2 separate regions of the Bombyx mori genome follow, and region 2 is linked to region 1. A link is a contact called in public Hi-C data. All regions are on one chromosome and are shown on one strand. The core of a region is the stretch at or near the end of the contact, and the rest is flanking DNA. Distances in the headings are between cores, read along the strand shown. Region 1 overlaps LOC101743140 (early growth response protein 3). Region 2 has its middle 14 kb from the start of LOC101743282.

Region 1 (3,802 bases), core at 636-3,135:
GGTACATATAGTTGCAACTCTGACATATCAAATTGTACTCAGACTTTCATACGGACTACTACATTAAACAAACCGACTGTTTGAAATTGTTATGTTGGCAGTAAGTATTTTTATTAGTGCTACATTTAATTATGAAAGAACGATTACTGGTGGCACGAAGGCTTTTCCAGTTTCACCAAGACAGGCGTGTGTGCCAGGAGGGATGGGATTTGCTACTGTCGACTTTTTGCTGGTGTTTTTTATTTTTTTTATTTCCTTACATGGGTGGACGAGCTTACAGCCCACCTGGTGTTAAGTGGTTTCTGGAGCCCATAGACATCTACAACGTTAATGCGCCACCCACCTTGAGATATAAGTTGTAAGGTCTCAAGTATAGTTACAACGGCTGCCCCACCCTTCAAACGGAAACGCATTACTGCTTCACGGCAGAAATATGCAAGGTGGTGGTACCTAGTCGTGCGGACTCACAAGAGGTCCTACCACCAGTAAAAAGCACTGTGTTAAAAAGCACTTTGATTAATTGTAACACAATAGTATATGTTTGCTGCTTTTATTACGAACCTTTTTATAGTTTAGTTCAAAGATATCTATGCAATATTATTTGGTTCTAGTTAAACTAATGTCTCCTAGAGAGCTTAAAATTGAAACGAAAATTTAATATTAGTTTTTTTAATAAAATTTTATTTCGTTATGCTATTTTCGTTTAAACTATAATATAATCGGTGGTAGGGCGTCTTTGAGACGGTACGAATAGGTAGAAAATTGAACATTTGACAGAAACATTGGACAACATCTCAATGAAATCACAATTTCATCCTCCTTGGCGATTAAAGTCAAAGATCGAAATCTCATTCAATAATGCATTCGCGATCGCACCAGTTAGACTTAAATCAATCCATATACACTAATAGCACATCCTAGACTAGTATCTTCAATTTCACATATCTGCTTAATAGAGTTGGTCAAAAGAATAAAAAAGATCATCAAAGTGATACCTCATTGATTTATATAGAGAATTTGCAAAATGCAAAATGCAAGCAGATTGTCGTGGGCGAGAAGTGATTTGACACGCGTCCGCGACAATTTCGCTCGCAATCACAGCGTGTAAGAAGTACGAGTGGTTTCGCGTGTTATAATTCTTTTTTCTGTAGATAAATCATTATTTAAAATTTAAAAAAAAAAACGTTTGTAAACTTTCTATACTTGCAGTACTTAAAACGATTAGTTTAGCAATATGTATATACTTGTATATGCATATACCTATATTTTTTTAATATTAAAATGTAATAAATTTACTGAAAAAGAAGAATTTAGATTTTTATTTAACGAACAATTTAATATGAGGTATTAAATCCTGAAAAGGTTGTAAATTATTTAAATTATTTAAAAAAACATTTTTATAACCATAGAAGTCTCGAGTACGTTCGATAATTTAATAATTCTGTAATTATCAACAATTGCAGCAGCAGCTTCTTATGTGTCATCAAATGTCAACTTAATTTAAAGGTACATATTTCGAGTAGAATTAATGTGCTCTTGTTGTTATGCAAACGTCAATCCTAAGCTGAATAATATTTAATTCAGAGCGTGACTGTCATTAATTGAAATGTTAAAAAAATAAAAATTTAAAGATAACCTATAATTTAAATTGATTTAACTTAATATAGTTTTGGGTAAACACTAAATAATTTTAAACGGGAACTTTCGGTGTGCTCTTTTTTCATACGTGTTGGATCTGTATCGGGCAGATTCACGATCGGCCCTGACAATGAAATAGGTAGTCGCATCGATTTCCTCATTCAGGGTGAAGAGCAGCGTCCGACCGTGGCTCCACACACAGTGTCACTAAGCGCGATCGATGCGTCGTCCTTGAACCTGGCGCCACGGACCGCGCAGGCGTTGTTAAAGGTCGGACGTCATCCCGTGGCCATGACTATGAAACACGTGCCTATTTCCCCCCATCTCATTCCATTACACGTAGCACCCCTGGTAAGACCATTCATACTGGCTCCACTGATGCTTTACCGCTGTTTCATTTATTCATCGTTAACTTTGTCATTTGTTATTGATTGTGACATTTGTCAGACAACCTGTTGCGTAAATTCATTTGCGTTTGGGTACGTAAAGTAGACATTTCTCTATTTAATCGTTAATTTGATGAACTTCTGACATTTTGAAGTAGGTAAATATTTTAGACGTTTTATTTAGTTGCTTCCTTAGAACAATGGTATTTGTAAGCTTGAACTTTGCTATTTGTACGAGTATAACCTTTCTCGACAGCATCAATATTAGTCTTTGTAGTCTGCCTTTTTCTGTATACGTCATATTATTTTAATGAGAGTAGATCCGTCGACTTTATTGATTAGGTTCAACACATTAGCGGTAAGATTTAGAAAGTCTATCGGTGTTTGAGAATTATTTTAGATATTAATTAACTAATAACTACCTACTGCAAATTTTGGTCGGAACTGTTGATGTTAAAAAATACTTCATTGTTCACATAACGGTGTTCAATTTTCGACAGAACTTACTACCGTTTCTACTACATTATATTATGTAGAATATTACATTATTTTATTGAATATCAGCTGTAAATAAATAAATGAAACAGGTGACTTAAAGTTTTTAATTTGTTTAGACGGCAAGTCCTATTGCAAAGTACCAGTTAGAAAATTAAACTTATAAGTAAAGTAAACACGTGAGTGTTTATGAGAAGTTGTGTGTGTGAAAAGGTTCGACGTGGGGTAACGTGTGTGGCAAGAGCGATGCAAGTCGTCATTGAGAGCAAGCTCGACCACGCAGGGCTCCGCATGAATGAAGTAACCGTGGGCGGCCCATTCATTCATTAACTCCGAGGCCGTTTCTTATAACAGCGCCATAACAAAACAAAAACTGTCAATATTACTATAATGCGCTAGTAATCTAGATGTCGTTGTCTAATTCACACTTTGGATGTACTAAAGGTCAGGTAAGAACTCGTAGATACTTTATAGCTTTCTAAATTTAAAGTCATATTTATTTCATACTATAATCATTAGCCTAGTTGTACTCTTGGTGTTACCAATGCTACCAATGTCCGTGGACGGTGGTGACTGCTTTTCATATCAGGTTGGTCGCATATTAATTTTTGACCATTTACAACAAAGATTCAACCACGGCTGGTTATTCTTTTATAAAAAACCATAATTGTGATTTGTCTAAAATTAATCCTCATATGTTCTCACTAGACTTCTCATGTTAGTTGCTATAAAATTCCCTTAATCAGAGATTTTTTCAGATTCTAATTGCAGAAAATATTGTCTACAATGAAAAGCACTATTACCTTTTTAATTAAATTTGAATTCAATTTTGTTCAATCTTCTAAATATTTTAATCGCTATTTTGAAGTTTATTACACAGTCGAAAATGGAGGTGTCTATAAGCTAGGAGTGGACAAGGTTCTATTCAGTAAAAGGAGTTTTAGGCGTAGGAGTCAAGGTAAGGCCTGCAGGTTTCAACAACATGGATTAGAGCTTTGTCTACGCCAACACAATTCATTCATTGCCGTCGGCATGTGCTGTTGAACATTTTTGTTAGCTATTTGACTCATCACTATTTGTATCGTACTACTTTATATGCTGGACATTCAATGTATACAAGGGTATGAATATGCTGTTTGGCTGCTTGATGTTTGTTCTGTGTCTGGATGCTAAATATCTGTAAATGTGTTTATATCAACGTAAAGTAATTACCACAATATAGAGAATTTGAATTTATAGCCAAATGACCGTTTGTTATTTGTTCCCTGACTACTTAGTCTGGC
Region 2 (3,802 bases), core at 702-3,201, 170 kb after region 1:
CTGCGTTTGCCGAGTGAAATATGTATTGATTATGAATTTAAATTATTAGACTTCACACTGTCAGTACATCAGACCAAGTTAATTATTTTACTTTAGGCTTATCGCAAATACAAATCACACGATACTCATATATTCCAAACTATTTAGCATTTATGATTAGATGTGACTCGGTAAAGTTAATAGAAATCTTGAACTTGTTAAGATTCAGCTGGACACAGTTTAACGCATAACGTAGAGAACCAGTAACAGCCAGTCACTTGATAAGCATCTCTCAAGACAAGCGAGACTTCTTTACGAGGTTGTTAACTATATTATTATGTTAGACATAGTATACATTATGTAAACCAATTCTAGCAGTGTTTTGTTTTAGTTTACAATTCCCAGTAGGTAGCTACGTAACTAAGGTCACTATCTATATATTAAAAAAATTACAATTGAATAATTTGCAATTTGAGCTGAATTTTAAGAAGTTAGCCTTGAAAATTATTGATTACGTATGATTTAACGAAAGTTATTTAATATAAAAGTTCATAAAAATTTCCAAAGAGGGATTGAAATGGAGGTTAGGACAAATATTAAAATGAAATTTATGAACGAAACAATTAAGTGGTTTACCTTGATATGACAGCGGCTCGCTTATTCGTTGAAGCGATTCACATCAATGAGCAACATACCCGCACGTACATCGAGCTGCTCTTAAAGATAACAAGACACAAAAATATTCTAACGTTATTATTCTTAACTATTATGGAATTACACAAACAAATCACAATTTATGAGAAACCTTTTCATTTCAATCATTAAAGTTGTTTCTCGTCATGAAATATGAATATTGGATTGGCCTCCCAACAGGTGTTAATAAATAAAGCTAGATTATCCACAGACAGATCTAATCGTTTCTTATTTGCATTGCGAAAGACCTGACCGAGTGGTGAACCGACGGTCTCTACATTCTTATCTGCTAAATACTTAAACTGTAAACATATTGGAGCGGCTTGTTAAACTATTTATTGTTAAACTATAGTTTATCTTTGTGTGGCTTATACTATACGAAGCTCCTTATTAGGTCGGTCGTCTGCAGAATATTTTCCAACGTGTGATCGTTTCTCCATGCAAATCCACTGTTGTAAATATATCGGTAGCTGCTAGTTTCACTTATCTGATACAGATTCCATTTGTCGCGACATTACTTTGTAGCGTATTTGGAGTTGATTGTAAGTTTACTTATGTTGCTTGTCGTAAGGACTACCATAATAATATGTGTAACTTAGCTTACCTGTGTTGCGAAACAAACATAATGCAATTACGAAACAGCGTTTATGTTCGAACAATAAAATTAATGTTTTATAAGAGTCATTAAAACAAACACGTTATAATTAAATTCTTATTGTGAGCCGTGAGCATGCCGTAATTCATTTGAGCTTTGTGTTAAGCATTTTAAAATTCAATGGCGTCTCGTTGAAGGTCCGTAGTCATAATTTTCGTCAAGTAACTTAAATGTGGACGAAGCCATTATGTAAAATTAATAACCCGCTCACTAAACATTGCCTGCGCTTTTAAATGCTATCAGTAAATCCACGATTTGAAATTGTCTTCGAGTCAATTGAAATGAATTTAATAAATCGGATTGACTGATAATGTATAAATACCTACTTTGTTTGTGTCGAAATAATAAATATTCGGTGAGGATTTGTCAAAAACAAAATGCAAAATCTAATCCATTGCTAGTAGAATTAAAAAGTTCTAAATTATTTATTAGGCAGTATTATTTTTGTGGAAAAAACAAAATAGTCTTTGCGGGGTGTACGTTAACTTAATGTTTGTGATAGATGTCACAAGAAGATGGAGAGTATCATTCAATTGTATTCATCAATGGAAGGTTCGCAAGTAGATTGCAACACGATTTAAGTGGCATTGAATGGATTTCGAGGCGTTATGATGCGCACGCGCGTCTCAATGGGCCGCAGTGAATCACGCGTCTCCATTCAACCCAAACGCCCCCGCTTGCCGCACGTGCCTCACTAAACAACTCGCATTTGCCAATACGTACAGCTTATTGTCTTTCATTTGACCTATCAAACCTCTCACTTCCCGCTATGATAAAACATCTTATCGGCTACCATGTTTAATGCATGTGCTACGATGCTTAGAGCCAAAGCCAGCATAATTCTATTCGTCCAATAATAATTTGCATACATAATCGTCCATTTCGGCTGTAAATATAAGACAAATGTTTCCTGTTCGAGTCGTGAAATTTAAAATAAGAGGTTAAAATAGCACTAATGGTCACCTTTGGCTATAATTTGAGTGACCCGCCTTGTTTGGAGATAATGCTCAACCCTGAGCCGGGGCCTCGACGACAATCACTTTATTGAAACATAATCAACAAAAATAATTGCCTTGACCTGAGTCAGCCTCACAAGAAACTCCGTCGTGACACTTGAGTGTGACAGAGTTCTAATTATCGAGGCTTTTAGATGAAGTAGTTATATTCGAAACTTACGAAGGAGATAAACATAAATATGTATAGGTACATTAAATAGATGTGATTTAGTACTTTGACAGCTTAAAAAGTTAGCCTGGAAATAAACAAATAAGTAAGAAAAAATTGTCAACAGCGTATTACTCGTACTAATGTTCGATATAATTTCAGGCGTACAATTTTTTTTTTATTGCTTAGATGGGTGAACAAGCTCACAGCCCACCTGGTGTTCAGTGGTTACTGGAGCCCATAGACATCTACATCGTAAATGCGCCATCCAACTTGAGATATAAGTTTTAAGGTCGCAAGTATAGTTATAACGGCTGCCCCCACCCTTCAAACCGAAACGCATTACTGCTTCACGGCAGAAATAGGCGGGGCGGTGGTACCTACCCGTGCGGACTCACAAGAGGTCCTACCACCAGTAATTACGCAAATTATAATTTTGAGGGTTTGATTTTTCTTACACGATGTTATTCCTTCACCGTGGAAGTCAATCGTGAACAATTGTTAAGTACGTATTTCATTAGAAAAATTGTTACCCGCTTGCGGGATTCGAACACCGTTGCATCGCTATATACGAATACACCGGACGTCTTATCCTTTAGGCCACGACGAGTTAGTCTGGAAATAAACAAATAAGTAAGAAAAAATTGTCACCAGCATCTTATTCGTACTAATTAATGTTCGAAATAATTTCAGGCGTATAAAATACTAAACTTTAACATTAAAGAAGAAAAAATCTATCACTGATTTTAAGTACAGTTTATTTATACTTTGGGGGGCTTAACGTATTATTATTGCTCGGTAGACCGACGGTCCGAATGTTATTGTTCAGAGCTTGTATTTATATAATACATGCAATCTTATCTTAAAAATGTTGTAAGCGAGAATCAAGCATCTGCTAAATATGTTGTGTTGTATGATAGCTACCGCCAAAATAATACTTTTGCTTCGAGACGAAGGTAGCGGACGTTAACTATTTATGTTTTTTCAACTTGATTCTTGTCTTACGAGTACGTTGGTCTTTTTTGGGGATCAGGTCTTTTGTTTGCAAATAAAGATAGAATGTTTAAAATATATTGTGGGTGGTGGAAAGGAGCATTATTGTCTAAAGATTTATTTGTTTATGTAGTAAATTGAAGAATGTGAGCAGTGAGTGGTCATTGTGATTATCTCAAAAAAGTTCACTATGAGATTGTCCGTTATACTAACTAATTTAGTATTGTGTTAGTAGTTTAGTAGTGTTTAATATTAGGTTTTGTGACTCAAATGATATGAATTAAAGTAAATGAAATGAAAAAAAAGGTATTTTAGTTA

Evidence for each region. A called contact is a pair of places that touch in the nucleus more often than the background predicts.
Region 2: a contact with region 1 is called in a Hi-C map of whole pupa, with 1.8 times the contacts expected there. The contact joins two enhancer-like sites. A contact is called at or near these places in 2 of 7 Hi-C or Micro-C datasets (both in whole pupa).

What each region holds. Positions count from the first base shown.
Region 1 is chr23:7,773,221-7,777,022 of ASM3026992v2, forward strand. All of the region lies in intron 1 of LOC101743140 (early growth response protein 3), which reads right to left. All of the region lies in intron 2 of LOC110386322 (a long non-coding RNA gene), which reads left to right. Among protein-coding and RNA genes, the nearest start is that of LOC110386322, 11 kb to the left of the region's middle. Within about 2 kb of position 1,886, at least 8 of the 8 cell types and tissues checked have open chromatin away from gene starts, as enhancers often do.
Region 2 is chr23:7,946,625-7,950,426 of ASM3026992v2, forward strand. No RefSeq gene overlaps it. Among protein-coding and RNA genes, the nearest start is that of LOC101743282, 14 kb to the right of the region's middle. Within about 2 kb of position 1,952, at least 4 of the 8 cell types and tissues checked have open chromatin away from gene starts, as enhancers often do.